Regions from separate parts of the Nomascus leucogenys genome. Here region 1 is linked to region 2. The links are chromatin contacts, called in public Hi-C maps. All regions are on one chromosome and are shown on one strand. Each heading gives the region's core, a stretch centred on a gene start, on an enhancer-like site or on the middle of the called end of the contact. The rest is flanking DNA. Distances are from core to core; before and after follow the strand shown. Region 1 has its middle 10 kb from the start of YPEL4. Region 2 holds the start of UBE2L6 (ubiquitin/ISG15-conjugating enzyme E2 L6).

Region 1 (4,919 bases), core at 179-2,678, 84 kb after region 2:
TAGCCTTCCAAGTAACTGGGATTACAGGCAAGCACAACCAAGCCTGGATAATTTTGGTATTTTTAGTAGAGATGGGGTTTCACCATGTTGGCCAGGCTGGTCTTTAACTCCTGAACTTAGGTGATCCACCCGCCTCGGCCTCCCAAAATGCTGGGATTACAGGCATGAGCCACCGAGCCCCATCATAGCTCACTGCAACCTGGAACTCCTAGGCTTAAGCTATCCTCCCATCTCAGCCTCCCTAGTAGCTGGGACCATAGGCCACACCACGACGCCCAGCTAATTTTTTTATTTTTTGTAGAGATAGAGTCTCAGTGTGTTGCCCAGGCTAGTCTGGAACTCCTGGGCTCAAGCAATCCTCCCACCTCAGCCTCTCAAAGTGCTTGGATTATAGGCGTCAGCCACCGCGCCCAGCCTCGCCGAGCGTCTTAATGGCAGATCTAGGCCTAAAACCCCGGACCTTACTCCAAGGCCTGACATATCGCCCTCGTCCTTGCTGCCGCCCTCCCCTCTGGGCTCCCCGACCTCAGAGCCCCTTGTGGGCACACAGCACGTTGGCCCAGGCGGGGCAGGGCTGGTCTGAGGGGATGTTTTTGACGGAGCGGAGCTCCAGATGCTGCACATTCCTGATCGGGTCAGGCCTGCCCTGCGGCACTCGGGGAATTAGCTTCGGTGAAGAGCCCCAGATCTTCTTTCTAGAGCTGCCCTCTTCCTGGCCAGCCCAAGAGGCGCGGGCGTTCAGGAACGTTCTCCCACCGCCTTGGGTGAGGCTGAAAGACTGAGTGGATCCCCTGTTGGAGAAGTACTTCTGGTCAAGGAGGGGTTGGAGACGGGCAGGAAATTGCGCCCCTTCTATCTTCCAAGGTCTCCAAATCCAGCAAGAGGGGCATTTGGGAACAGGGTTTCTGCCAGCCCCACCTTGGGGCTGCATTTGGCGGGAACTGTATCTGCCTTCACCTGCAGCCCTGTGGGGGGCGTGACGGAAAGAGCGGGGAGAGGGGCGTCCTGGTGCGGGGGTTGTGGAGGTGAGAAGCCAGGGGAGGGGGCTCCGGGAGCGCCCTGACCTCGCGGACTGTTGGGAGGCGGAGGGGATGGGGGTTGGGGGAGAAGAGGGGAGCCTGGCAGCCAATGGGAGGGAGGATCTCGTTTCAAAAGGGTTAACCCACAGCCAATGGGAGCCTGGGGGAGCGGATCCTGCTCACTCCATTCAAGAATCCCAAGTATTCAAGATGGACGGCAGGGAGTGTGGAAGGAGAAAGGGGGCGAGGGGGGAAGAGCGAGATCGGCAGAGGAGAGGGTCTCCGCGGCCCACCGGCCTCGCAACCTCGGTCCCCGCCGGCGGGTGGCGGGGCGGCCGCTGGGGATCCAAGCCCGGCCAGGGAGAGGGGCTGGCGGGGTGCGAGAGGGCGTGAGCTACGGGGAGCGAGGCCAGGGAGGGGAGCCAAGAGGGAGGGAAGGGCAGAGAAAGAGCCCGGGAAGAAGGAGGTGGCAGGCAGAGGATCCTAACGAAGAGCAATGTGTAGGTATCGAGAGCTTCCCGAAGGGTAACGACACCGATTTTCGGTTTTATTCTCTCTTGGGGAAGGGAGGGGGACGGTCTGGGCTCTTTCTCTCGTCTTCCTTTTTCCCTCCTCATTCTCCACTCGTGGGCATCTTTTCTATTTTTTCCTTTGGAAACACTGTAACTGGGAAGCACCAGGCGTGTCTTTCTGAGGTGGCCTCACTGTCATTTTCCAGTGGGGGGCGTGGTGGCGTAGGGATTGGGGGCTCCGCTGGGCACGGCCGAGCTGGGCCATCTGTCTCCACCTGGGCTGTGTGCGAGGGCGTGGAGTGTTCCAGGGGGACCAGGGGCCGAAGGGCTGGAGCAGGGCAGGGAGTTCTGCACCTCCAGAAGTTGTAGGGTGAGCCAGGGGTGGGGGGGTGTGAGGCTGGTTTTCGAGCTGATAGTTGTGGGGTGTTGAGGGATGCGGGGATGTGTGTGGGGGGGGGGGGGGCGTGCGCTCACACTCCAGTTCTTGTTGTTTGGATGTGTAGTGAGGGCTGAGTTGTGCAGCAAGTATGGCTGAGAGTTTGTGTGTGTTGGGGGGGGGGTGTACGTGCGCCTGTGTGGTCCAGCCTCGAGGTGTGTGTGTTGGGGGGGAGCACAGTTGGGTGTTGAAGGAGAGCGCCCCTCACCCCCACTTCCCAGCTGCCTCTCTCATCCCATTCACAGAACATGGCTTTCAGGACCCTCCTGGTCTCCTCCTCCCGTCGCCATGGCTGCGAGGAGGGGGTGGGAGGAGACAGTTGGGGCCAGCCCCCTGCCCCTGCTGCTCCAGCTAACCCCCCACCTGCCCTTTCTCTCCCTTCCACAGGCTGGGCCCCATCCCCTGCTGCTCTGGGGGCAGGGGCCGGAAGATGGTGGCCAATGAGGAGGGGGAGAGGAGAGAACTTGAGCCGGGGCCTCCCCTCCCCCATTTCCTCCTCGGTCTCTACACTCGCTTCTGGAAGGAGCTGGGGGCTGGCTCCTGAGCCCAAGGTGGGGGAGGGGTCCTGCTGGCTGGTGAGTCGCTGGGCCTGCTCCTCAGGAATGAGTTGGGTGTGTGAGAGCTGAGGGGCTCTTGGCCCTTTCTCCCTGCACTCCCTAAGGAGAGACCTGGAAACTTCTTGGGGAAGAATCTTCCCCTGGCCTCCCTGAAGCTTGCTGTGCAGCCTTATCTTTGCCCCTCTGCCCCCTGTTGGTGTGATCCAGTTCCCAGCTGGGCCTGGTTTGCCCAACCCCAGAGCAGAGAGGTGACTGACCCTCGAGGGGGTCTTGGTTTCTGCCCATTAAAACTGTGGGGCAGGGCCCCATATTTGCAGATTACGGGAACAAACTCTGCCGGGGAGGGCGGGAGGGCACGTCTCCTGCTTCCTGAGGGAGTGGGACGAGGCTAGAGGGGAAGCCCAGAGGAAGAGCTCCCAACTGGAATTCTGCCCTCTATTCCTTATGGTGGCTGTGGATTAGGGAAGAAGGCATCTCCCAGAGGCCACATCGTCGCCTGGGAGGCCTTTGTTGATCAGGGCACTGGAGAAATCACCCTCCAACCTCTGTTTCTCTGGGCTGCACAAAGTTCACTGGGTCAGAACTGGAGCTGGGCTCCGGGGCTGTGGCCCTAGCTGGAATGTGCCACAATAGAGCCTGCCTGGGTCTGAGCCTCCAGATATCCAGGTGTCCTTCCAGGGCAGCTTTCTGGCTTTGGGTGTTAATCTTCCGGGGACTGTTTGTCCTGGATTTAAGCCCCCTTAGGGTTGGATAGGATGAGGAAGTGCTAGGATGAGCTTGAAGACTCCCCAACCAAGGGTCCCTGGATAAGACAGGAAATAACTCAGATTTGAATCCCACTGCCAGTGAAAGCCTATCCCTAACTCTCAGTAACTGTGAGCGAATCACCGTCACCATTTTAATGCTGAATCTGCAAGGTGCTTTCAGGACCTCCAAAAGGAGATGCGGGGGTGGGGCTTCACCAGGAGCATTCATCTCCCGCCTGGAAGCTTCTCTCTACTGCGTGGGGAGCTTTGACTACAGGCTCCCACCTCTCTGGTCCTGGAAGGTCATCTGAGAGTGTTGCCTTGAGGCCTAGAGCTCCCCTTTATCTAAATTTAAAAGGAGATGGAAACTTAGAGAAGAGTAGAAGGTTCTGTAGTCTTGGACAGCAAGCTGCTCTCTAGAAAGGAAGCTAGCAGAAATGCAAATCCAGATGAACACAGCCTCATACAAGTGACCTCCAGACTTTGGGGATTGCTAATAGCCATTTTCTTTGAGGACTGAGCATCAAGCCCGAAGTATCCCTGCAGCTGCTTTAGTGGGTCCTGTCTTCCCATGCCAAAACCTCCAAGAAAAAGGTGGTCTCTGTGCTGGGGGTCGGGGAGTTGGTGAAGAAGAAGGCAAAAGGAAGAGTGGTGAAAAAATAGAATTAACACTAAGAATGGAATAAAAGGGAAAAAAGCTGTATTGAAGCAAAGAAGGGGCAGAGGGAGCCCGTGAGCTGAGTGGGCCAGGGACTGGGAGAAGGAGTGAGGAGGCAGGGCCGGCATGCCTCTGCTGCTGGCCAGAGCTCTTTTCACATTGTGCTACTGTCTGCACCTGTCACTAGCAGTGCAATGTTAAAAGGGCATTGGCCGTGTAGTGCTACCCAGCGCTGGCTGCCTCCTCAGCGTTGCAATTTCCTCTCCCATCTGGGCACCAGTCAGCTACCCTGGTGGGAATCTGGGAAGCCTCACTTGGTAGTTATACTAATAGCTCACATTTATGGAACTACTTCTGTATGCAGTGCTTGTGATAGACACTGCCTCCGTTACTGTGAAACCTAATAACTTTTTGGGAGGTAACAGCCCCATTTTATGGATGAAAAAACTGAGGGTCAGAAAGGTTTAAACAGTTTGGCTAAGATTGTGTAGCTCTTAGGTTACAAAGCCTAGATACAACCCTGTGTTAAGTCTTGACAGCTCACTCATCTTTTTGTAGACCCATCTGGAGAGATCTGAATAGGTTCTTTAAACTGGGAGATTTCCTGAGCTGAGGGGTGGAAGGTTTTGATGCCATCTGCTGGTTGTATGAGGGTATCTTCCAAAGCCTCAAGCCTTTAAGCATCAGAAGTGGTGGCAACTCCTAGGCTAAGAAGAATAAGCATTCCCAGACTCAGCCCGGAATGAAGAGTGAGTGGGAAAAGATTAGGAGAATCACTATTAGGTACAGAGTAGGCCTCCTTGAGAAAAAAAGGAATGCACCAGAAAGGAGAAGGGGTTAACTCGAAAGGATTGCTCCCCAAGGAAAAGGACCTGTGTGCTCCTGGCATCCCATACCTGCAGCTCCTTCCCTGGCTCATGAGGCATGGAAAGACCTCACTCCTTCCCTGAATGCACTTGCCTTTCTCAGCACCACTCCCTCTTGGTCACGG
Region 2 (4,583 bases), core at 671-3,170:
TTACTGAAAGACTCCGGACAAGCAAGTTATTTTCTCTGCGCCTCAATTTCCTCATTTGTAAAATGCGGATATATATTACTTATCTCACAGAACTGCTGTGAGAATTAGATGAAATAACCACGTCAACTGTTTGGCATGTAATGGTTACAGTGCAATAAATTCTGGCTCCCATCTCTCTTCCACTTGGCTGGAAAGACCCTCTGCCTCATTTTGCTGCCAACCTCCAGATTTAGTACCTAGACCAAGCCTGCTCTGGGCATCCCAGTCTGAGGCCATTTTCTTCTCAGAGGCTGAGGGTAGCAGGTACCCTCTTCCTCCCCTAGAGCCTGCCCCTCCACCCTGCAGACTGGAAGGGGCACTTCTGAAAGACTTGGGGTGCCAGATTCACTTCACCAGGATCACCTTCCTCCCTAATCCATCTCCAAACACCCTGGGTTTTCCCACCTTCTGGAGGAAACTGCCCTCTCCCCATCCTTCCAGATCTTATTTCAAATTGTGTCCCTGATAGGAATAAAATTCAACAAGAGACGGATTTGTGTTCATCTCTGTCCGCCCCACTCCCCACCTCCTAGAACAGGGCCAGCACATGTAGGCATTCAACACTTGTAGAACTCACGAATGCAAGCCACCTACTCCAGGAGGCCTTCCAGGTCCACCTCCGCATCTTTTCCTCCAGAGAATACCCAGGGAACTTTGCCCCAAATTCTAATCAGCATTCCGTGTTTCTCAGGACTCTAGTAATACAGGCATCAAATTATGGGATGGGCCACGGCTTATTCCAAGGCAAGGAATGGTCATCTGTTCATAACCCCCCACCAGCAGTAGCAGAATGCCTGGCACCAAGATGCCAAGGATGTTTCCTGCACTGGAGATGCACTCAGTTGTTACCACAAGTTTCAGGCAGGAAAAGCGAAATTGAAACCAGTTTTGGGGGAGCCGGCTCATCTTCACCACGCAAACAGCTCAAGCAGAGGCCTCCAAACCCCTAAAACCCCAGCTCTGGCCACTCTTGCAGGCCAGTCCTCCTCTGAGTAGAGGGCGGGGAGGACAGGGATTCAGCCAGCCCTGGTGCCCAGACAAATAAATAAATGTGCTCGGAGAGCCGCGGAGGGGATGCAGGGAGGAGGGAATGCGGAGGGCGAGGGGAGCCAAGAGAAAGGGGTCATCCTATACGCGGTTACCTTCGCCACTCGCACGCTCGCCGTCATCTCGGGACCGAGTGTGTGGCACCGGCGGCCTCCAGCAGGACCGAGCTCCGACCCGCGACACAGCGCGCCCCGCCCCGGGGACCCCACCCCCGGCAGCCCCTCCCACCCCTCCTCCCGCAGTCGCTGCGTGGGCCTCCCTGCACCCGCTCCGGCGAGGCCAGGAGGCCGCCGAGGGACTACCCGCCGGGCAACCGCCCGATCCCCGCGCGGAAGGCTCGGACCTGAGACTCACGGTCTTTGTGCGGAGACGGGGGCGGGCCTCGGGGCGCGCGGTCTGCTGATCCCTGCCTCCCGCGGGGGGCGCCGTGCACCGGTGGCGAGCGCTCAGGGTCGCTGGGGGGCGCTCATACGGGTTCCAGTCTTCGCTCCGCCGGCGGCCGCACCGGGAGCTCTCCGGTCTTTGTCAGCCCCCTGCACGCCGCCCCAAATACACACTCGCCCTGAATAAATAAGGGATGCTCGCTGTGCAGACGCAGCACCGTGCCAGTTCTTGGCGGCCTCCACCATCAGACCACCGCCTTGAGCCCCTGCCCCAGCGAGCTTCCGGAGTCGCTGAGCCTGCTGCTTTCCCTCCATGGGCTCAGCGCTCCATCTCCGAAACTGCGTGGGGGACGGCTTAGACCTGTGCTCTCCGAGCACCGCTCCCCGGCAGTCGGGGATCCTTTGTGCTGCCCGGCGTTCGGCGCGGGCTGCGTTTCTCCCCGTGGCTTGGGGCAGAGCACCGCAAGGAGGCGCTGTTGGACCCTTTCTCTTTTGCTTCGGAGGTTCGGTCTACCATCATTCAGTCCTTTACTAGGTTTAGTATTTACTAAGTGCCTACTGTATGCTGGTTTGGGAAACGGTGGGGGAAGCCCCAAGACGGACTCAGGAGCCTCCTTTCCGAGAGAGAGTCTGCTTCCCCTCCCTTACTTTACTACTGGTCCATTACAAGCTGTGGGCCTAATGTGTGCCCCCATGCACAGCTGGAGTCCCCACCCCTCTGTGCAAGGACAAAGTAGTTGCAGCCCCTGAGCACCGAGCAGCATCTGGGGAAGATGAGACTTGTTGGGAGGGCCGATCCCCTCCTTCTCACCCTTCCCTACCTCCGTTTAGTCCAGACGAGAAAGGAAATCAGTATATTTTGAGCACCAGTTTGTGATCTCAGTACCTCACAGTTTTTTTGTTTCTTGTTTTTCTGAGAGTTTCACTGTCGCCCTGACTGGAGTTCAGTGGCGATATCGGCTCACTGCAACCTCTGCCTCCCTGTTCAAGCTGTTCTCGTGCCTCAGCCTCCTGAGTACCTGAGATTTACAGGCTCGCGCCGCCACGACCGGCTCATTTTTGTATTTTTAGTAGAGTCAGGGTCTCCAGCTCCTGGTTTTAAGTAATCCACCCGCCTTGGCTTCCCCAAGTGTTGGAATTACAGGCGAGAGCCACCGTAATGTTTTTATCCAAGTATTTTGAAACCAAATGACTTCTCTGCTCAGATTTTGCAGAACGATTAATTGTTTCATTCAATTCAGTGAACTTTAACAGCATCTTCTATATGCCCGAAATGAATAGGACACTATGTAATCCCTTAACAGGGGTAGAGATGAGGGAACAAAGACATTCGAACCTGCCTGTGATCTACAGTCTCAGTCGACAAGCGCCTACTACTGAGTGGCAGGCATTGCCAACAGGAAACACCAGGATGAGAAAGGGGAGTCCCTGCTCCTGAGGAGTTAGTTCCCAGACTGCTGGGACAGAGAGAGAGAATGCAGCCCCTGATTTTTAATGATAATGCGATAGATAATCACCTGATACTCTGGGAGTATGAGGAGGGTCACTTTATCCCTCTTCAGGGAGGGGCAGAGATTTCCTGGAAGAGAGAAAAATCCAAGTGTATTGTGAAACATGATGAGTCAGCGAGAGTAAGAGCGTGGGATGAAGATGTTCTAACAAGAGGGAACAGCATGAGCAAATTGGGCAGTGTCTGTGGAAACTGGAGCAAAAGCCTCTGTCCACGTATCGTAGCTCTCCTTTTCTTTTCTTACAGGAGCGCTGCATCCCGAGGTGAATTCACATTCATGGATATAGCTGGGTCCTAAGTCCCCACACAGTGGGGCAGCCCACAGGTGTGACTTTCTTGTCCTTTCACAATGCAGACCTTTGTGTGTCAGAACAAGCCCCAGGGAGACCTGGGTTCTAGTTCCACATCTGCCCCCACGTGCAGTATGGTCTTGGGTGGTCGGCGGAAACTCCTATCTGCTTCCCAGGACCATTGTGAGGCTAAGCTGAGGGAAGTGGAGGAACTTTGAAAACTGTAAGTCGCCGGGCGCAGTGGCTCACGCGTGTAATCCCAGCACTTTGGGAGGCCGAAGCAGGCAGATCACTTGAGGTCAGGAGTTCCAGACCAGCCTGACCAATATGGTGAAACCCCATCTCTACTAAAGATACAAAAATCAGCCGGGCATGGTGGCGGGTGCCTGTAATCTCAGCTAGTCAGGAGGCTGAGGCAGGAGAATCGCTTGAACCCAGGAGGCAGAAGTTGTAGTGAGCCAAGATCACACCATTGCACTCCAGCCTGGGGGACAGAGCAAGACTCCGTCTCAAAGAAAAAAAGAAAAGAAAATTCTAAGTCCAAGGCTGGGCATGGTGGCTCACGCCTATAATCCCAGCACTTTGGGAGGCCGAGGCAGGAGGATTACCTGAGGTCAGGAGTTCGAGACCAGCCTGGCTAACATGGCGATACCTCGTCTCTACTAAAAATACAAAAATTAACCGGGTGTAGTGGCATGCGCCTGTAATCCCAGCTACTGGGGAGGCTGAGGCAGGAGAATCACTTGAACCCGGGAGGCAGAGGTTGCAGTGAGCCGAGACAGCGCCATTGCACTCCAGCCTGGACAACAAGAGCAAAACTCCGTCTCAAAAAGAAAAACAAGAAAATTGTAAGTCCAGGATATAAACAATCAGGTTTGAATCCCAGCTCCACTATTTTTGGCTAAATAACCTTGGGCACATTACTTAACCTGTCTGCACCTCCATTTCCTCATCTGTTAAATGGAGCTCATAATAGTGGATGTGAGAAACAATGAGTTGATATTTGCAAAGAACTTAACTTTGAATGGTGGACAATAAGTGACAGTTATATTAATGATAACATAATAAATATTAAAATGATGTCAGGTGCCTGCCTAGGAGTGAATGTCCCAGGCTGTAGGAACAGATGCCTGAGCTTGCTCCCTTAGAACAATAGCAACACTATCTTCTCCAATAGGAGACCCTGTTTTACTTCTCTCTGATCTGGTCACTGGCATTTATTCATCCGTCTACAAAATTTATTGAGCACCTACTTATACAAGGCCCTGTATGGGGTACTCTGTGGGATTCAGGCACGGGTTAGACTGGCCCGTC

Evidence for each region. Hi-C and Micro-C count contacts between places; a contact is called where the count stands out from the background.
Region 1: a Hi-C map of a lymphoblastoid cell line shows a contact between it and region 2, with 6 times the contacts expected there. The contact joins the enhancer-like site here to the promoter of UBE2L6 in region 2. A contact is called at or near these places in 4 of 4 Hi-C or Micro-C datasets (a lymphoblastoid cell line and an unstated tissue).

What each region holds. Positions count from the first base shown.
Region 1 is chr4:77,067,248-77,072,166 of Asia_NLE_v1, forward strand. No RefSeq gene overlaps it. Among named protein-coding and RNA genes, the nearest start is that of YPEL4, 10 kb to the right of the region's middle. Within about 2 kb of position 1,429, the one cell type or tissue checked has an H3K27ac peak away from gene starts, as active enhancers do. A contact at or near this core is called in a lymphoblastoid cell line, where this site is marked.
Region 2 is chr4:76,982,720-76,987,302 of Asia_NLE_v1, forward strand. It overlaps UBE2L6 (ubiquitin/ISG15-conjugating enzyme E2 L6), which reads right to left and starts at 1,921. Exons shown (of 4, transcript XM_003275314.3): 1 at 1,441-1,921.